Regions from separate parts of the Mus musculus genome. Here regions 1, 2, 3, 4, 5 and 6 are each linked to region 7. Evidence: chromatin contacts called from public Hi-C, HiChIP or PLAC-seq, Micro-C and promoter capture Hi-C data. All regions are on one chromosome and are shown on one strand. Each heading gives the region's core, a stretch centred on a gene start, on an enhancer-like site or on the middle of the called end of the contact. The rest is flanking DNA. Distances are from core to core; before and after follow the strand shown.

Region 1 (2,700 bases), core at 172-2,671, 310 kb before region 7:
TATGTCACGTGCAGAGGTCATAACAGAAAAACAGTAAGTAGTATTGCACACATTTTAAAATTTTTATTAGATAGAAACACCCAAAGCATGAAAGAGGGCACCGCAGAAGGAGGACTAACAGAACAAAGCCAAATGGCACGTGTATGAAAACATCCTAATGAGCATGGGATGCTAGCACACACCTTTAGTCTCAGCACCCAAGAGACACAGACAGGTGGATCCTTGCCTGAGGCCAGCCAAAGCTACAAAGTGAGTGAGTCTCTCTCTCTCTCTCTCTCTTTCTTTCTCTCTCTCTCTCTCTCTCTCTCTATATATATATATATATATATATACACACACACACACACACACATACACATATACAGAAAAGAAGAAAAATTAAGAAAAGAAAATGTCATGTTGAAATTTAATAAAAGAAAGGTTTTCCTTTGCTCACAGAAAGTGTGTGTGAAGTCTTTGTGAAGCTGGCCATGTGAATGCTGTGTCTATGTCAAGGAAAAGCAGGCATTTTATATCCTCCCTCTCTTTTTATGTAAATATATACAATTATACACAATTCTACATCTACTACATTCTTACTTAGGCAAGGTAGGTATGCCTTTAATCTCAGAACTTGGGAGGCAGAAGCAGGCAGACCTGTGTGAGTTCAAGACCAGCCTGGTCTACACAGTAAGCTCCAGGTTAGCAAAAGCTAGGCAATAAGACCATATCTCAAAAAATATTTCATTACTTTATTGTTGGTTGGGATGTGTATTTCTGGGAGGGGTGTGTAAATATAGGCACAGATAGATATACCACAGCGCTCATTTGGCAGTTGGAGGGCAATTTGGGGAAGTTGGGATTAGGGATGGAGCCAAGAGTGAGAGAAAGAGTGCCAGTTTATCAGGTTATACGGGTGTTTATTCATAAACAACAATAAAACAAATAGAAAGTGAAATGGGATTGCATTCATTCACACACTCACTTCACTCTCCTCCGGTCTGGCATATGTCGTAGCCTGGCTCTGATGGCTGCGCAGGCAAGGCCCTCGGCATTTCATGCTGTGCTTTGGAGCTTCTGGACACACCAGCCCCAAGAAGGTAATAATAGGAACCAGAGCATATACCCCACAGGAACTTAATGAAATTAGAAAAAAATTATGCCCAAAATGGCATGAAGGATGCATATGCTACATAGTGAAACTGTGGGAGAAGGGAGCAGATATAATAATGTTACCAGATCAAGAGATGTTGGGAACCGTCTCCTAGGAGAAAGGGGCTATCAACTCTGCAGCCATCTCCCGCCCTTTACTTGCAGGCTGGTATTTTTCCACCCTGCCAAGAGACTTGTTTCCTAGCATGCGGTTTTTGCAAGCAGCCCACCACAGCTGAGCACACTCTGATAACATCTCATTCTTTTCAGACATTTCCTGGACTTGCAGTTTAGTGCCCCCAGCTGCTAGTCACTTGTGGTTTAGTGTCTCCAGCTGCACTCATAAGGCTTAGCTTATGCTTATGTGCCCTTAATTGTTTTTCAATAAATGGGACTTGACCAGCAACCTGTCTTGCCTCCATTCTTCAAGTCTCTTGCCCCTTCCATACCACTCTCTCTCTCTTGCAGACCCCGTTGACTGATCTGCCGGCCAGGTCAAAGAGATGCACAAAATTAGAAATGTCATGGGAAAATCCCACCGTATCAGAAGCTCTGGAACATGAGTTAGACAGCTCCAGGGGAGATACACATTCACTGCTTGATTGGATAGCTGCAGCTTGGAGATAGGCATTCCCCTTCTTAGATGTAACTCAGTTGGAGGCCTCAGCAAAATGGAATCGTTTACAGAAAGCAATTCAGTTAGCAAGGAAATTAGGAGTACTCCACTTCAGCTACAACCAGGTTCCTGACCCACAGGCAGCACCTGTGGCCTCCCCCTGCCTTGAAGGAGGCTGATTCAGACCTTGCTGCTACTGAGAATGAGACCACCTGGGGTGGAGCCTTCTGACCTAGATGGCTTTATTTTTCTGTCACCTGCCGCTGCTCTTCTCCAAGAAGCACTACGCTGAGAGGCTGAACCTGTCTTCCTGAGATGTTCCTGAGATAGCCAACAACCTGTGGACTTGGCGACCTAATGCTAAAAGCTCTGACAGACTACTTAGCAACAAAGCATCAAGAAGCCTGGTGTGGCAGGAGATGGGCCTCCCCCCTTTATAAGCACAGACTCTTAGTAAACTTTGGGCCTTGATCAGAAATCTGTCTTGGTCTCGTTATTCCTCTCATACTCTCCCATACAGCTCTGGCCTCCCACTCAGGAGCCCAGTTAGTGTGGCCGCAGGCGGCTACACGCACCAAGGTTGGCCCAGTTTAGGAAAATCCGGTAAAGAAGCTCCACAACATCCAGGGATGACCCCAGCTGGACCACTGCAAGGATGCCAAGTGCGGCAGATGCCATGGACTTCTTAGAATCATGCAGAGAGTTAGACTCAGAGAAGGTTATACTAAAGTACCTACCCATTAAAGTAAGAAATATAATGGAGTAAAGAGACGGTTCAAATATAAATATATATATAAATATTTATATACATATTTATATATACATGTATGTGTATATGTCTATGTGTGTGCATATATATGTATATGTGTGTGGTGTGGTGTGTGTGTGTGTATATATATATATATATATATATATATATATATGTATATATATCCATTTGGAAGACAGAATAC
Region 2 (2,700 bases), core at 143-2,642, 330 kb after region 7:
TTCAAGAACAATGAATCCTGCCTTAGGACACTGCTCCAGGACCTAACTGCCTTCCGATAAGCTTGCCTCTTAAAGACCCCACTCTCTCTGTGATGATCAATCTTCATTGTCGGTTTGACAGATTTTGGAATCACCTCAAAGGCAAACATGCTGGTAGGAGTGAGTGAGTCTCCAGAGATGTTCATCCAAGGGGGGGAAAACCCACCCCAACAGTGGACAGCATCATCCTGTAGGAGTAAAGGGGGGTGCGGTCTTAGTACTCCTCCTTCCCTGCTGTCTGAGTCTGTGACAGTGGACCCAATGTGACAAGCTGCCTCACTCCCTGGCCACCATGCCTCTCCTGCCAGGATCGATTTGTATCCTCAAACCATGAACCAAAATAAACCCTTCCTTCTTATGTGGCTTTTGTTCTGTATTTTGTCACAGCAACTGAACTAAGCAACTAACCTTCGAATACTGCTACATGGTGGGGCAAACTTTGTAGCACGCACCTTTGCAGAACACAAGCTGGGGCATGCTGGGAGCTCTCCTGGAACTGACTGGGCTGCTAAGGCTGGTGTCACCACCCCTCTTTGCCTTGTATTCACTTCCAAGTGAGGCTCCCTGTGTGGTGACTGCAGGCTGGAGAGATCATGGCATGGGTCCGTGAGTTTTCAATTTAAACTCTCCGACGATTCAACAAAACCTTGAAACTTCAACAAAACCACATTGAAACTTCTCATACACAAAAAATCTCATCTACCTCAACACTTCTCATAGATAAAACAGAGAAGCCAGCATCCCTTTCCTCTTTGAGGATCTCCTGTTAAGTACACAGTTAAACATCCCTGGCATAGCTAGAAGAGCCCTGTTAAATTATTTAAAGCCAGAGCACCCAGGTTTTAACCCCAGCTCTGCCCCTTGGAAAGAGGTAGGCTTTTGAGAAGCCATGTAACGTGTAACCTACTTCTTTTTCTTCTGTGAAATGAAGACCCTAATTTTTGTCTAGTAAATAAATTATTGTGAGCATGAGGGGCAGCCATGAGAGCGAAGGTAGCCCTACAATACCATATAAGCGGGAAGTGTTGCTTCCCCCAGCATCTCTACATTTTTGTATCTGCGTGACATCTATTCATCCATGGTCTAGGGGGACAAAATCGTATGTTTTAGAACGCAAATGACTGATCTACTTGCTTTAATAGTTTACAAGAAGAAAAAAAATTCTTTAAAAATTTTTTTTAATGAAGTGGTGGTCTTCTATAGAGCCTAGGCTGGCCTCAAACTCACTATGTAGCCAATGATCACCCTTCTGCTTCTACCTCCCTTGTGCTAGGACTAACAGCATGAGCCACCACCCTTTCCATAAGGCACTTTTCACACTGACTGTTTTGATGCTATGCTGGCACTGAGTCATGGCTTTGTGCAAGCAAAGCAAGCACTCTCTGAACTGAGCCACATCCCCAGCCTGGCCATAGCCCGGCCCCTCCGAGGCATGTTTTCTTCTCCACTTTAACAGGGAAGAGTGAGCACCTCCTCTACTTTTCCAGACACACTGCACGTGGTGGAAATGCCACTCTGTTCTCTAGGTGGAGCCTGGGGAACTTATTTCCTGTAGTTGTCCTGCTGGTCAACATCTGATGCCATGCTTTACACAGAGAGGAAACAGCCTGAAACTGTGACAACACATTTGCTCCAGTACCTTCTTCTAGGCTCCCTATCTGCAAAGCCAGAAAGCTTCCTAGCGAGGGTCAGTGTGGACAATGCCCTCTGGCTAGGGTTTGCCATAGAAGCTCTACCTCCAGCTCTCAAGGTAACAGCTGCTGAGACTGTGCGGTTGATCTGGAGGGTGGGTTTAGCAAATCCTTGTGCTCTTATGATCCTAACTCAGGGTGGGATATGGAACTGCCAAAAATGGCTTGAGTTGTATCTCCATGTTCCTTGCTGTCTATAAAACAATATAGTGATGATATGGTGTTAAGTCAGAGGCACGATTTTCTAGGTAGGAACTAAACTGGTGGTCTGTGATTTCTGTCAGAAGGATTCCAGGGACATGGGTCAGCAGCTCTTCCCTTGGAGAAGGTGGGCCTCTTGAGGGGCCAAGGACTTGACTGAGCCCTATGGACAGGGTAGGGACAGGGCTCCTAGTGGGGTCAACAACTCTGCACAGCAAGCACACAGGCCGATAGAACTTATCTCAGGGCTTCCTCTTTCTCCACTGGTTCTGGCATTCCCCCATCCCCAGGCCACTTTTTAGTGGACCATTGAGATTCTAGAACTATGCAGCTCATGGTGCTGAGCCTTAGCATCTTGTTTTGACAGTGCAATGAGGAGAAAGAACAAAGGAGGTGGAAAGCAGAGAGCAACAACTCTGGACCTAATGTTCCTGGCAGCTAGGCCCACCTTTGTTGCCAGAGGGGCACTTGGGGCTTTACTGCTTGGCCTCTTCCCACGGCTCAGATCTGTTCCTTGATGTTCCTCTAAAGCGCTGTAATTCCTCTGGCCCAGACATCAAGACTCTGGCCATCTTCCAGGAAGTGGTGTGCAGAAGATGCTTCTCTGCTTCTTGTATGGTCTTCGTGCCTACAGCCCAACCCCTTTAAATCTTAGAGCTCCACACTCAGCCTGGTGCTCCTAGACACCCCCATGGCAGGGCTTGGTCTCCTCCAATGAATGAGCCCCAGTGCAGCATCCTGGGGCTGGATTCACATGCTTTCAAACTGA
Region 3 (2,700 bases), core at 131-2,630, 360 kb after region 7:
CTGGCCTGGTTGCTGCATTCTGTCTCCAGATTGTTAATGCCTTGCAAAGATTCCCTCCTGTACAGTGCATCCCGTCCCCAGGGTGGGGGAGGACAGCCACCCGGAGGGAGGTGCTGGTGACTCATTTCCCCAGAGATCACTCCTTGTGCTAGCAGGGCCATGATACCACATTGCTTTCATCATGCAAAAAATAAAACCCCCAGACTGGAAGTCTTGGCTCATCAGCCAACCTTCTATTCTATAAGGAAGAGCACGCTGCGAGAGAAAAGTACCCAGACAAGTGACTGTAAACTTTTACCCATAGATAAAGATATTGAGGCATTTTCTAATTAAAAAAAAAAAAAATCGCAGGCTGGAGGGATGGCTCAGTGGTTAAGAGCAGTGGCTACTTTCTCAGAGGTCCTGAGTTCAATTCCCAGCAACCACATGGTGGCTCACAGCCATCTATATTGGGATCCAAAGCCCTCATCTGGTTGTCTAAAGACAGTGACAGTGTACTCACATACATTAAATAAATCAATCTTTATTAGTCAAGGCCTGAGGCTGTAGCTGACTGTAGCTTATCCAGCATGTAGAAGACCCTAGCTTCCATCACCGCTACCCAACGGGGTTGGGGTGGAGGAATCTATTCTGATTCCTCAAAAGGTATGCTGAATAAAGAAATAGTGATTGACAGCCCTGAGGTCTGGGATTTCTGAGGCTCAGAGAACTGGAGGAGACACCTCTGGCTCAGAGCAAAACTGCGCTTAAGAAAAAGAATTGAAGTCCCAGGACACAGGTTCTGAGAATGGGAGGGAGCGGGGATTTCCTTACAGCAGGATTTGTCTGGTGTTGGAGGTCTCAACACTAATAAGGATACTGTTTTCTGACGGGCTCACTCACTTGACCAGAGAGGCCAAGCAGGGGAGGAGGGGGAAGAGGGCGAGGAGGAGGAGGAGGAAGGGGAGGAGGGGGAGGAGGGGGAGGAGGGGAAACTGCCAGGGCTCAGGAAGGGGACAAAAAGGCTATAAATGGATCCAGAAGCGTCAGAACCCAGAGATGGTGCTCTGGAAGTAAGCGGTATACAGCCAAGAGATCAAAGCAAAAGTTGACCCTAAGGTCTAGCTTTGACTACAGATCCACTGTGTCATCTCACCCCATCACCCTCCTGAACCCACTTCTGGTCCATCTGAGGCCTGGGAAAACTAATGGTCTCCGTGACTGTTCTGTGAGACTCAAATCCAAGGGGGGGGGGGGGGGCGGAGACAGCTCTTCACTTGCCTACGACCCCAAACGCCTGTCTAGTGCTCGATTTAACTCACTGGCCCAGCCTAGCTAAAATCAATTCTGTAATCCCAGGACAGAGCGCAGGGGCCTGCGCCACCTCGTGGGCGATATCGGAACTGCATGCATGCCTTGATCCTGGCATTCTCCCAGGGCATACTTCAGGACACAACACATTAGAATAGTGGCCCAGAGCCGGGCGTGGTGGCGCACGCCTTTAATCCCAGCACTCAGGAGGCAGAGGCAGGTGGATTTCTGAGTTCGAGGCCAGCCTGGTCTACAGAGTGAGTTCCAGGATCAGCCAGGACTATACAGAGAAATCCTGTCTAGAAAAACCAAAAAAAAAGTGGCCCAGAACACACAGCACTATCATTCCTCTGGTTCTTATGCTAGGAATAAACCAATGTTATTCCTGAAACGCCTTCCCCTTGCCTCCAGGGAAAAGAAACGGCAGTGGCGGTAATGCCAATAGTACAGCTAGTGACACTTATGTCAATGGACTTCAAATTCTCACTACTTCCCATGTCCTAGGCCAGTTCACTGGCAGCCCAGGGTAGAGTTGGACGTCTTCAGGACTATTACTATTACTACATGGAAGCTTGCGGCTCTGGGTTAAACATTACACACAGGCAGCGATTAGTCTCCAAGCCGTCCTTGCCCTTTACTCTAGTCCTGGATGCCCATTGAGTGGAAGCGACTCATCCACACCTGCCTCCTGCAAGGGTGGCCATGCCAAGGGCTCCTGGCTTTTCTTTTTCAGCCTTCAAGAAGAGAAGGGTTATTCTACGTTGCTAACTTTGCCTACCTACGGGAACAGTGAAAAGAAGGGAATCCTCTCCTAGGCGGAGGATGCTGCCAGCTGGCACCGGAACTCAGGCAGCCACAAGTGCATCTCTGCAACACCCCAGTGTGCTGCAGCGCCACCTGGCGGCCAGAGTGGCACTCAGCGAGGAGAGCCGGCCTAGATCGCCACTCCACCTGGTATCCAGTTCTGCAGTGGGTGGGAGCCTCGGGAAGACTCATTCTGCTGTTTCAGAGGTTTGGGCCCTCAGAGGTGGGGCTGCGTCCTGAGGCCGTGGTAAAGCAGCATGGCATCTCATGGCAAAAGCTGGGGACCTTGGGTCTCCTTAAGAGTACACCCCAGTGATCCAAGCTCTTCCCCCAACCTCTGACCTCTCACGTGCTCATGCATACACGTGCAAACAAATGAACACATACAACGCGTGCGCGTGCGCGCGCGCGCACACATACACACACACACACACACACACACACGCGCGCGCGCGCGCGCGCGAAAGTCGTAGAGTCAGGTGAGGTTCGAATCGGAAGAATGGAAATTGCTGGTGAATTTGGGTGTGTAAATAAGGGAAGAAGAATCAAAGGACGGGTGGGATAGATTGTCCTGAGTGTTTTGAGTAGAACAAGCTGACACCCACT
Region 4 (2,700 bases), core at 130-2,629, 420 kb before region 7:
TTTGTATCTACAATTACACCGGCAATTTTTAACTCTCCACAGAGCTGTGTATGTAGGTAGAGTAAGACAAAGCTGTTGGGTCCATCATTTCTGACATTCTGACCAATAAAAGCTTCCCAACTCCTCTACCAGCTGGAAGATGTTTTACTGCTAATCAGGGTCTGGAAGTGTCACTAATTTGTGCCTAGTGAAATTTAAAATGAGTGTTAGGAACTTAGGAATGGGGATTTGGGAAGCTGTTTTGGCTTTCCTTTGCTCTCACTTCCCCCAACAACCTCAAAGGTACCCATGACTATCACCCCAGTTAAAATCCTCCGCCCTGGGATACGGGATATTGTACTTAGTGGTACATCTTAACTGTAAAGGCTCATGTAGACCTTCCAAAGTCTTAAACCTACCTTTCAGTATTACGGTACCATCCCCACCGGGGCAGACACTAACCACATCGGGCATATCCAACACCAGTTCCATAGTGGACCGATATCCAAGGATTCGGAGCGGGAGATGGTTGCCAACCATCAAAAGGTACTCCTTTTCCAACTGTTGTGGAGTCAAACCATCCTTAGTGGAAATAAGAAGGGACCTTATCTCTTTCCTCAGACAGTCCTGTATACGCTCTTGTTCAGACATCGTGCTACAGGATTGAAGGGGGGGAAAATGCTCTTGAAAGTGGTTAAACCAGGACAGAACAAAACCCATAAGCAACCAAGCAAACAAACAAACCAGCCCTGGCTGTCCTGGAACTCACTCTGTAGACCAGGCTGGCCTCGAACTCAGAAATCCGCTGCCTCTGCCTCCAGAGTGCTGGGATTAAAGGCGTGCGCCACCACGCAAAAACCTTTTAACGACCAGCCATGTTATATAAAAACTCAGATGTGAGTTTTACAGGCGATAAGGCTTAAAGCAATACCCTAAGTGTTCCAAGGCTCCTGCAGCACAAGCTCTCTGGCCACACTCACTACAAACTCCAAAGCTCAGCTTGTAGGGATGAGCCCTCCCAATCCTCGCAGCTGGCTGGCATTAAGTCCCAACTGGGCCCGGCTAATAAGGAAGCTTAAAGGGTGATCTCAAGTTCCTTAGAGGGTGTCATTCCCCGCTGCTGCTCAGTATCAGATGGAATCTCTCAGCCGGTCTTTGGGAACCAAGGGTCGCGGTGCATGAGTGACCAGGAGAAGCGTGAGCGGATCGCAGACCGCCTGGTCGCCTCCATGGACTCGGGAAGGGTGGGGGTCCCGGGGTCCCTCCCTCCTTCAGCTGGTCCTCCCGTCTGCCCCGTGCTCTTCCCGTGATCTGAGTCATGCTGAGGACCGCGGTAGCGTATCCCTCTGCGGCCCGCCACTACCTGGCTGCGGCTCGCCCGCCTCGCTCCCTCGCACCCGCGCTGCCGTTGCGCGCCGCAGGTCCGGGACGCTCCGGGAGGGCCGCGGAGAAGCTGAGCCGGCGAGGGTCTCGCGCGCCTGCGCACTGCGGGCCGTCCGGTCCGGTGCGCCACGTTCCACGCGAGCGGGCGCGGCCGGTGTGACGGTTAGCGGAGACCTAGCGTGTGGGTGCGGGTGAGGCCGAGGACCGGCTCCCCCTCTGGGACGGCGCTACAACCCGCCGCATCTACCTCCTCCCGAAGCCGCGGGAAGACGCAGGTGCCGCTGGACCACCCTCCACCTGAGCCCTGCGGCGCCGCCCGGCCCCGCCCCGCCCCGCCCCCAGGCACCTGCGGGGGGCGGGGACCGCGGCGGAGGCACATGCGGATCCTGCGGATCCAGGACTAGTGCCCCCCACCCCGCCCCGCCCCGCCGGAAGCTCGCCTCGCCCCCGTAGGTCTGCGCTTATTTGGGGGAAAAAATTAAGAGCGAGTCTGATTCTTGAGAATTACTGCTGACCTTAAAGCGACTTTGACTCCTAGAAGAGAGGAATGGATGGATGGACGGACTTTTGGAATGAAGAACATCCCAGGAGCAATGGAAAGAAGAGAAGTGGGAGACTATGGAGGATAATTTCATTTGGATATGTTTGCTGGATTTGTAGAGTAAACTAGATTGACAGGAGTCCTCAAAAACTAGCAAGTAGAAATGCAGGATATGAATACCTTTCCCTTAACTGTATGCACTCTTAAATGGACAACCTAAAAGATACTCAAAGGATTCAACTTAAGAGGCCGGAAACTAGGTGGGGTGATGCACACCTGTTGAGCCTAGCTCTCTGGAGGTGGAGAGAGGAAAGCCCCAGCTGGAGACTGGCCGGTTGCATAAAGGGGGCGGGATCCCTAAGCCATTCTTGCCTAAAACCCGTAAGTGAATATTCCAAGAGAACAAAATGTACCATCAATGAATGAGGACTATTAAAGAATCCCTAAAAAACTAAAACTAGAAAGGATTTATATCTTCGGTTTATAGTAGAGCAGTTGTAGCTGATAAGTAGATTAACAGAACATCCTAAAATGAAAAATGGACCCAAATACTGCAGCATTTCAATGACAAGTTTTAGAAGGAACACGTCTTCATATTTTTAAGGGCCCATTGAGTCCTCGGAACTAACTAAAACAAAAATCCCTTCTTACACAAAGCCTAGGAGAAAAGGAATGGAGATTTTAGGTATGAACAGCTATCTCTAAAACAGTGTTAATTAGATTGCCATTGGAGTAAAACCTACCCAGATGAATCTTTTTCCATTGGCAAGCCAACATTAAGAGAGTGGAGTTAAAAT
Region 5 (2,700 bases), core at 23-2,522, 460 kb before region 7:
CAGTGCTGCAGTAGGTAGCATCCTACTGTAAGAGAAGAACTGTCATGTTCTGGGGCAGAGTAAACTAACTTGGCTTTATTCCACAAAGTCCTGCTTCAGTGGGGCGTACTGGGCATGCACCTATCATCTCAGCACTTCTGAGAGTAAGGAGGTTAGCAACTTCCAGGAACGTCTCAACCATGTAGCAAGGTTCAGTCCAGCATGGGTCACAGAGCAAGGGGAAACCAAAAACCAAACCAACCAACCTGCTTTAAAAGTTTCAGGTGAATTTAAATCTGGGCAGCAGTGTAGTCGGTTTGACATCCTGACAGTCAACCACTGCAAGCAACTGATAGATGGACACTGCTATCTTCAAAACAGAAATTCAATAACTTCAGAGAAAAATAAGTCAATCCCTTTTATCTTTGTGTATGTTAAGCACATAATACGTGATCTATTTTCCCTGATACTTGTGATAAGTTTTGTCACAGAAGATTTGACAGCGTGTTCTAAAAAGTAATATTCTGACCATAAAATTATGAGTAGTGCCCAGTTGAGAGAAAAAGACATAAGTATAATACAATGGTTACGTGGCTGCATAGAGAACTGTGGTGTAGATCGGGAATCGTGTCTGCTCCCCGTCTGCCTTGCATGGTTAGAAAACTGGACAAGCATCCGGAACAGAGCGTCTGCTGGGACCTGGGCCGTGGGAGAGCAGCTCCTAAGGAAATGCTAAGGTGTGTGAAACCAATGCCGAGAAGTGCAACTACTGCCTCCCGTCCCTAAAGACAGACAACATAAGATCCAGTGTCTGATGGCCAAGGACGCAGTGTTATAGGGTGTGGTTCTGATGCTTCCATTCAATCGGCATCTGCGTGTCCAGACACTCAAGGTCCTTGTCCCCAGCTGTTTTTTGATTATCAATAAAGACGCCAGAAGCCAATGGTTGGGCCCAGGGTGGGCTGCTTACAGTTGTGTGGGCAGGTCACAGGGAGGAACGGGGGGCGGGGGGGGGACATAACAGACTCAGAGATTCAGAGATCATCCAGAATGTAGGTGGAAAGGGAAAACAGCCCACAGAAGGGCAAGCCAGAAACATCTTGGTCAGCACAAACCAATGGGCATCACATAAGGTAACTGGGCAGCAAAGTTAAAGGTAGATTTGGAAGGTGTTTAGCCAGAAGTACTGGAGGGAAGGGCACAGTAGCTGCAGAAGGTTTAGAAGTGCCACTGAGCCAGCAAGGCATGTTAAAGATAAGCTAGTGTGTGTCTGTGTGTCTTTCATCTGCAGATCCTAAGAGACCCTGGGTGGGTGGCTGGTAGTGCGGTCCACCCAGAGCATAAAGCAGGGTAGATAAAACTACACACAACAAAGTCTGACTTGGAATCAGGAGACAATGACAAAGAAATCAAGACAGGACACAGACAGTAATTTTCAGAAAGAATCACAAAAATAAATACACCAAGTCAGGTGCTGGGACATTATATAGTCAAGAGGAAGAGAGAAACAACTGAAAAACAAAAGACTCCAAACAAAACTAGAGATAAAGAACAGAGCATCTGAGATCAGAGTACACACAGGACAGACACCACCCACAGTGAGCAGCACTGAGAATAAACAACTATCAAGTCAATATCAGGACAAAGTGGCCCAGTGCATGTGTGATCAGAGTCTTTAAAAAGGAGGACCAACAGGTAGTTTAAAAAGTTTCGCATGCAGTGGACATATGCCCTAGCAAAGTCACTTCCAAATAAATAGCCAACAGAAACAAAACTCTACAATATGAAGATAAAGGAAGGTGCCAGACAAGAAAACTACCTACTATGTAACAGGCACGGCGACATGCCAGAGGCCAGCATGCTAATGTCCGGACTAACTGCAAAGGGGCACAGGAAACTTGTCTGGCTAATGGAAACACTGACATTTGCCAAAACTCACAGAACCATGTACTTGAAACTTTATATAAATGTAAAGCCCCTGCAAAAGCTGAAAGAAAGCGGCAACATTAGAGAAACCTGAGCTCACACCAAGACGATCTTGGAGAGAATGGCAGCACCAGCCACCTTTCAAGGTATGTTCTCAAAGCAATGAAGGTTTTAGCAACATGACAAACTTCCGACTTGTCAACTGAGCATGCATAAGGACACATAAACATACCAGAGCCAGAGTGGTTTTCTGGAGAGTCACCCACTGCAGGGGTTGAACTGAGTGCTTTTGAGGCTGCCCGTCCGGCATGAGTCTGAATGCTGGCAGGTTCAGACTGGCTCCTCTCTGCGGACTGCTGAGACTTGATCAGAGAGATGTAGAACTCTTCCAGTTTGGGCAGTGTGGAAGAATCCAAAGGATACTGTAAATCTGGCTGCTGCAAAATGGGAGAAATTGGGTGAAGGCATGGAAAGTGACACCTTTTATGCTTCCTTACTTAGATTTCAGTTAAAAAGTAAAACTCTAGAAAAAGCACTCTTCTATGTTTTAATGAGTATCAAAATTCAACCTAAGAGGTCTTTATTGCTATTTCTATGAACAAGTATGGTACTGAGGGCTACCCTTCTTCCCGCCATTGACCAGTGTTAAATACACACACAGCAGGACAATGCAGGACCCTTATCATCCAGTGTTAAGTAACACCAACATTGAAGCACTCAAATTGCTGGCAAAAATGCAAACAGATTCAGCCGCTGTGGAAAACAGCCTGGCAGTTTCTCAAAATGTTAAACACA
Region 6 (2,700 bases), core at 182-2,681, 300 kb after region 7:
GCTTAAAAAGTGGTACCAACCAGTCAGATCTGTATTTCAAAGGAGGGAGATAACTTCAGACCTTTTCATCACAGTAACAAACACCTGAGACAGTTTAAATAAGGAAAATTGTATTTTGGTTCTGGTTTTAGAGATGTTCACCCATGATTGGCTGCGTCTGTTGCTTTGGGCCTAAGTTTAGGCAGAATACCATGGAGGCAGGAGTCTATTGTGAAGGCTGCTTATCGTATGACAACCAGGAAGTGGGAAGGGGCCAAGGCAGGATATGCCCTCAAAAGCATTCCTGTGATGTAATTATCCCAGCATTCCACAGTTCAGCTACATCCCCAGCTTCCATTCAGATTTTGAGCTTGTCATGTCAACATATTAAACCATTCATTAGTCCAAGGTCTTTTAAATGGAGTCTTGTCTGAAAATGCCCCCCAGGTGTGGGACAATAAGCCATGCCAGGAAACTTGGTAAAGTAGGATGGGTCCAGGGGGTCCCCAGTAACTTCTTAGGAACCATACATTAAACCCAGCACATACCTGTTTTCTTACCGTGCTGAGGATCAAATCCAGGACGTGTTAGGCAAATTTCCTGTCCCAAGCTATGTCCCCAGCCACAATTGTTGATTAGACTAATAGGAAGCGCTATAAACTGACTGTCTCCTTAACTCTGGGAAACAATAGGCCACTTAGGCACCATCATGGAAAAGGAAAGTTCCCAATTGCAGTTAATCAGAGAGGCAGGGTTGGCTATCCTAGTGAGAGTGTGCTGAGCTCCTGTCAGGGTAAGAGGCAGGGACCCTAAGGATGATAAAGCAGTGAAGATCCTGCCAACATCAAAGTCAAGCGGACTCTAATGACCTAGCACTTTATCTCAGGGCTGTCCTGAGCGACAAAGTTGCTCTCATTGGAGTCTATAGCTGTTGAATGGTCACAGCATCTCTATTACTTCCCATTCTGGATGTACCAACTGACCAAGCCCGCTCAGTCAGTCAACAGGTTCTCCAGCGCAGGAGTGAGGATTCAAAAGAAAAAGGACAGATAGACAACACTGTAGCGTGACCCCAGTCAATTCTGAGACTGAAGGCAAATTTTTATTTTCCAACCCACTTTTTATACCATTATAATTACATGCAAGTATTTTGGGCAAGCAAGACAATAAGGAACAAAGCAGCAGTACGATAAGGAACTACTAACAAAGCAGCAAGCAAAGTCCTCCTTCCCTATCACAGCCTAAAGTTAGATTCTTGCCTTATCCTGCCCTAAATGTCACATTCCTGCCTGAGCTTACTTCCATGTCCTAGGCCAACGTCAGATTCCTGTCTGAAGCCCACTTCTTTGTCCTTAGCCAATGTCAGACTCCTGCCAAACGGTACCCCAAAAGGCTTTCCACAACCAACCGTTGCCAGTGTCTTTCAAGTTTCATTTCTTACTCATCCATCTGGCCTGTGACACGCCCACGTGGCTCAGCACACAGCCTTGTTCAAATGACAAGGTTTCATTAGTCTCCCCAAAGTGAAAAGGAACAACCAGAAGGAGGTTGCTCGTGTCAGAGAGGGAGTGAAGGCACAAGCTGCCCAAAATAGGAAGGGAGGAGCTAGAGCAGGGAAAGCAAAAGGCCTTGTGCATTTCCAACCAGCTCTAAAAGAGACCCAGCTGGATGGAGAAGGAAACTCTCCTAGGAGACGCATCTTCTGCAGAAAACTCATTGGGAAACCACCTCAGGTACCACCTTTTAATGCAGCACCCGTTAATTAAAGCGATGTTGTGTTTGACTACTCAACCCAAAATAAACAGGACCCAGTTTATCCTTTGCAAGGACCAGTTCTGGAGTTCTCAAATAGTTCGACTCCATACCAGTGATTCTCCATCGATTGGCCCAAGATTCTTTACATTCAAATCACCTCCCAGGACAGAGGGTGGAGCTTTGAGTGGGGAGGAGTCAACAGTATACCTTCCATTCGGACTCTTCCCTATGGACGTAGAACCCACTATGAGCATTTAAACTAGCAAGTCAGCCCAGCACGGTGGATTACACTGTCATCCTAGCACCCAAGAGGTTGAGGCAGGAGGATTGACACAAGTAGGATGCCAGTTTGGATGACAGAGAGAGTTTCAGACCCCCAGGGATGTATGACATGTCCCTAAAACTAAACAAAAAAATAAATAAAACAAAACCAAAGCGCCCTAACAGTTTGAGCAGTTTAGTGCACTGTGGGCTTTAAGTGCTGAGAGTCTTAGTAAGTGCCAATAAGAATACCTTAGGGGACTATAGACTTCATGTTAATGAAGACAGTTGTGACATATCTCACCTGAGCCTCACCTTAGCCCCGGAGGAATCTCAGCAAGGGGAGCATCAGATCCATCCTGTCTGGGGGAGACCACAGTGCTGGGCAGCAAGCAACTTTACAAGGTCACACACTACTACTCACAGCAGCTCAGACCTTGCCACACTGAGCTTGGCCTTCCTGCCGTTTTCCTGAATAGTCATGACATTCCAACTTACTAAATTTAGATTCTTGAATCCAAATTTGTGCGATCGCCTAAAGAAAATAAACAGACACAGCTAGCGATGCAGTGGGAAGGAACATCCTTTGTGGAAAGAGAAAACAAAACAAAACAACAAAAGCTTGGAAGAGGGTTGGCCAGATGACTCACTTCGTGAATGCCCATCCTGCATGCACGAGGACCTTGGTTCTCCTCAGAAAGCTGG
Region 7 (2,700 bases), core at 61-2,560:
GGACGACTAATCCCCCCTCCCCCTCCCTCACCCCCACCCCACACTGTTCTCCTGTGATAAGTATTTTCTAATGTGAACCCGCATCTTGTTTTCAGGTAACAGTTCTGGGACACAAAACCCAACATCTTCACAAACTTTAAGAAAGTTATTAATTTAATACAATAATTTTAAATTTGCCCTAAATTGATTTAGAGCCTATGCAAATAATTTAGCATCTTTAATGCCTGAACCTGTTTCTCAGGACGATAACATGCACAAGTGCTTTCAGCTTGCTCACCCGGCTTGCATAAATTCAGGGAATGGCAAGCACATTGAGCTCAATGTGAAATTACAACCCAAGCAATGTAGGCATGGTTAATTATTGACAATCTTGACTTTCCGGATTCTCGGTTGTATTATAAAGCCGTAGACCTCAATCGTGAAAAGATCGCATTATTTCTTTCTTCCAACGTGAGCTATCAAATCTCCGGAGGGAACCTGGCTGAGTAGAGATGACCCTCACACCTGGCCCTAGATCCAAGTGACAGTGTTAAACATATCCTTTTCCCAAATTGTAAACGCCTTACCCATCCTACTGGAGACATAAGTCTTTAAACGAAGTAATTGTATAAGGACCATCCACGCCCTGTTGTTCCCCCCCCCCTTTTCTTCGTTTTTATCAGGAGCCTGACAGATCACTGACTCCAGATTAAAAAGAATGTCTTATCAGACTCCACAATCAAGGACACAGCTTGACAACGTTCGCATTCATCTTCAAGGCAACGTCTGGGCTCGCTCTTAATCGCCGGGCCATCACACCCGGAAATGAAACCGCCAGCGCAGCCCACTCTGCACAGTCTCATCCTAAGTTGTGCCCCTTGGCGCTCTGAGCGCACGACCGCAGGACACCGCTGCCCTCTCCGGCCCAGGGCCTGCAGGTCACTCGCGCTCCCCGACCACCAAGCGGGCCCCGTAGGGGCTCAGCGAGAGCGCGCTCCTCGGCCACCAGGAGGGCGGCGTAGGGACCGAGCTAGAGCGCGCTGCCCGCCGGGCCGCCGACACCGGCTTCGTGTGACAGAAGGGCGACACCAGGGCCAGGAGCCTCTGGGGACCGTCCTTAGCAGCGAGCACCGGTCACCGCAAGGACTCCCGATCGCCCGCAGCCCCGCATCCGGCCCCTGAGGGAGGTGCCCCGCCCCCCGCCGCCCGCGCTTTCCCTCCCTCCCTCCCTCCTTCCCGTCGTTCCCGGGCGAGGGGTCGCGCGCCCTCTCCAACCGCGCCACTCACCTGGCGGGCCTCAGGCTCGCTCCATAGCCGCCCGCGCGGTGCGGTGAGGCGCGGCCCCGGCCGCCCCCGCCGCCTCCGGGGAGGGGCAGCCCCACGCCGCACTCACCGCCCCGGGCCGCCGCCGCCACCACTGCGGCTCCCGCCCACCGCCGGCCCGGCCATTCCCCGGTCGCCGCTCCCCGCGGAGCCGGCCGCTCCACACCCACCCCCGCCTCCGCGCTGCCTGGCTGTTGGTACGGTCCTAGCGGAACGCCCTCCCTGCAGCCAATCCCAGTGCGCACCCGGCGCAGCTCCGCCCCCGTTGCGGGTAGGCGGGACTACCGGGCAGCTCCGGACCGCCCCCTTTAACCCTTTCACCCTCATTCCTGCAGCGCTGGGCTCCGCAGACACCGTCGGCGGATTTCTCCAAGCCTGTTTACATAAACTAGCTTCTGGCTTCTCTCTTACCTTCACAATTTCTTTCCTGCAGTCATCTAGGTGAAGTCCTATTCTGAAGAGATAATTTCTTCTTTCTTTCGCTCTGCCTTGACTTCTCCTTGGAGATTCTGCCCCAAAGTGCCCTTCCCTGACCAAAAGAGGCCAGACTTCCCACCTTGGAAATCGCTCCAGCTTTGGCCCAGAGCAGAGCTCCCCTACTGTACCTTTTCAGTAGCTCTTAACAAAATCCTGTTTATTTTATTATAATAGCTTTTTTTTTTTTAATGTTTGTGCCTTGCAATGGACTGTAAGCCCTAAGAGGGCAAATCCAGCGCGACTTGGTTTCCAGTGCCCTGCACTCACCCACTAGGCTCCTGAAGAGTCAATGAGCTGCTCCTCCCCTTAACGTGTGTCCACTCCACACACAGTAGCTACTGTATAATGCATACGTTTATTCACCATATAGACAGCTTCCATGTAGTCTGTTTGACCCTAAAATATTATGGTGTACGTTCTACATTGGATATGATTTGTGCGGGGGGGGGGGGAGTTTGGGGACTAAGCAGGAATTTCTTTCAAGAGGGAAAGAAACGATCTCTCTCTCTCTCCCTCTCTCTCTCCCTCCCTCCCACCCCCCACTGTATGCCACTGGGCATGTCATGTAGTGCCTCTGAGTATAAGGCTCCTTGGGAAATGGAAGTTAAACACAGTACCTACTTGACAGGATTGTGGTGAGATTTAAATAGTAAATGTGTGGAGAAAATACAATTATTGTGTGAAGTTAGTTTAATGTGTGTGTGTGTGTGTGTAGCACTTTCGATCAGGACACCCAGAGAAACTATTGGACTTGACACCCTACCCCAGAAGACTTAGTGAGGGAAAGCAGCTTTAATCACTGCTGGAAGCACTCATCACTGCAAGGCGTACAAAGGGCAGCGTAGACAGCCCTGTGTCAGCTTTTACTGGATAGAGTTGAAAAGGGTTGAGGCCATTATCCGACAATGGAAAGCACAATTC

Evidence for each region. Promoter capture Hi-C pulls out the DNA fragments that hold promoters and counts their contacts. A called contact is a pair of places that touch in the nucleus more often than the background predicts. HiChIP or PLAC-seq counts read pairs in DNA pulled down with a chosen protein or histone mark.
Region 1: a Hi-C map of the HPC-7 cell line shows a contact between it and region 7, with 3 times the contacts expected there. The contact joins the enhancer-like site here to the promoter of Fam20b in region 7. A contact is called at or near these places in 8 of 39 promoter capture datasets (the C10 cell line, embryonic stem cells, hematopoietic stem and progenitor cells and 4 more), 6 of 484 Hi-C or Micro-C datasets (CD4 T cells, the HPC-7 cell line, embryonic stem cells and 3 more), 2 of 115 datasets of contacts at active chromatin or transcription factors (memory CD8 T cells and pancreatic cancer cells) and 3 of 9 other capture datasets (adipose tissue, liver and pancreatic islet).
Region 2: a contact with region 7 is called in a FOXA1 HiChIP or PLAC-seq map of pancreatic cancer cells. The contact joins the enhancer-like site here to the promoter of Fam20b in region 7. A contact is called at or near these places in 6 of 39 promoter capture datasets (cranial neural crest, fetal liver, liver and 3 more), 11 of 115 datasets of contacts at active chromatin or transcription factors (the 230-238 cell line, bone marrow-derived macrophages, cardiomyocytes and 8 more) and 2 of 9 other capture datasets (adipose tissue and liver).
Region 3: a contact with region 7 is called in a promoter capture Hi-C map of the HPC-7 cell line. The contact joins the enhancer-like site here to the promoter of Fam20b in region 7. A contact is called at or near these places in 24 of 39 promoter capture datasets (the 3T3-L1 cell line, 3T3-L1-derived adipocytes, the C10 cell line and 16 more), 2 of 15 datasets of contacts at CTCF or cohesin (embryonic stem cells and pro-B cells), 4 of 484 Hi-C or Micro-C datasets (B cells, bone marrow-derived macrophages and embryonic stem cells), 40 of 115 datasets of contacts at active chromatin or transcription factors (the 230-238 cell line, the HPC-7 cell line, the NIH/3T3 cell line and 27 more) and 4 of 9 other capture datasets (adipose tissue, embryonic stem cells, liver and 1 more).
Region 4: a Micro-C map of embryonic stem cells shows a contact between it and region 7, with 4 times the contacts expected there. The contact joins the promoter of Tdrd5 here to the promoter of Fam20b in region 7. A contact is called at or near these places in 1 of 484 Hi-C or Micro-C datasets (embryonic stem cells) and 1 of 115 datasets of contacts at active chromatin or transcription factors (large pre-B cells).
Region 5: an H3K27ac HiChIP or PLAC-seq map of extraembryonic endoderm stem cells shows a contact between it and region 7, with 4 times the contacts expected there. The contact joins the enhancer-like site here to the promoter of Fam20b in region 7. A contact is called at or near these places in 3 of 39 promoter capture datasets (the HPC-7 cell line, liver and pre-B cells), 1 of 484 Hi-C or Micro-C datasets (the HPC-7 cell line) and 3 of 115 datasets of contacts at active chromatin or transcription factors (acute myeloid leukemia, extraembryonic endoderm stem cells and large pre-B cells).
Region 6: a contact with region 7 is called in an H3K27ac HiChIP or PLAC-seq map of microglia, with 6 times the contacts expected there. The contact joins the enhancer-like site here to the promoter of Fam20b in region 7. A contact is called at or near these places in 7 of 39 promoter capture datasets (the C10 cell line, the HPC-7 cell line, cranial neural crest and 4 more), 2 of 484 Hi-C or Micro-C datasets (cumulus cells and pre-B cells), 9 of 115 datasets of contacts at active chromatin or transcription factors (the 230-238 cell line, the HPC-7 cell line, bone marrow-derived macrophages and 6 more) and 2 of 9 other capture datasets (liver and pancreatic islet).

What each region holds. Positions count from the first base shown.
Region 1 is chr1:156,406,805-156,409,504 of GRCm38.p6, forward strand. All of the region lies in intron 4 of Axdnd1 (axonemal dynein light chain domain containing 1), which reads right to left. Among named protein-coding and RNA genes, the nearest start is that of Axdnd1, 13 kb to the right of the region's middle. Within about 2 kb of position 1,422, at least 43 of the 459 cell types and tissues checked have an H3K27ac peak or open chromatin away from gene starts, as enhancers often do. A contact at or near this core is called in the HPC-7 cell line, memory CD8 T cells, pro-B cells and 1 more, where this site is marked.
Region 2 is chr1:157,045,454-157,048,153 of GRCm38.p6, forward strand. No RefSeq gene overlaps it. Among named protein-coding and RNA genes, the nearest start is that of Gm30568, 35 kb to the right of the region's middle. Within about 2 kb of position 1,393, at least 33 of the 459 cell types and tissues checked have an H3K27ac peak or open chromatin away from gene starts, as enhancers often do. A contact at or near this core is called in adipose tissue and pancreatic cancer cells, where this site is marked.
Region 3 is chr1:157,075,086-157,077,785 of GRCm38.p6, forward strand. The region is part of intron 1 of Gm30568 (a long non-coding RNA gene); the gene reads right to left. Among named protein-coding and RNA genes, the nearest start is that of Gm30568, 5.2 kb to the right of the region's middle. Within about 2 kb of position 1,381, at least 55 of the 459 cell types and tissues checked have an H3K27ac peak or open chromatin away from gene starts, as enhancers often do. A contact at or near this core is called in the 230-238 cell line, B cells, the HPC-7 cell line and 7 more, where this site is marked.
Region 4 is chr1:156,301,969-156,304,668 of GRCm38.p6, forward strand. Tdrd5 (tudor domain containing 5) reads right to left here and starts at 1,380. Exons shown (of 18, transcript NM_001134741.1): 1 at 1,343-1,380; 2 at 399-634. The coding sequence starts at 630.
Region 5 is chr1:156,257,594-156,260,293 of GRCm38.p6, forward strand. Tdrd5 (tudor domain containing 5) reads right to left here. Exons shown (of 18, transcript NM_001134741.1): 17 at 2,138-2,342. Among named protein-coding and RNA genes, the nearest start is that of Tdrd5, 44 kb to the right of the region's middle. Within about 2 kb of position 1,273, at least 2 of the 459 cell types and tissues checked have an H3K27ac peak or open chromatin away from gene starts, as enhancers often do. A contact at or near this core is called in extraembryonic endoderm stem cells, where this site is marked.
Region 6 is chr1:157,018,615-157,021,314 of GRCm38.p6, forward strand. No RefSeq gene overlaps it. Among named protein-coding and RNA genes, the nearest start is that of Gm39685, 30 kb to the left of the region's middle. Within about 2 kb of position 1,432, at least 46 of the 459 cell types and tissues checked have an H3K27ac peak or open chromatin away from gene starts, as enhancers often do. A contact at or near this core is called in bone marrow-derived macrophages, microglia and pre-B cells, where this site is marked.
Region 7 is chr1:156,717,600-156,720,299 of GRCm38.p6, forward strand. Fam20b (family with sequence similarity 20, member B) reads right to left here and starts at 1,311. Exons shown (of 8, transcript NM_145413.4): 1 at 1,267-1,311.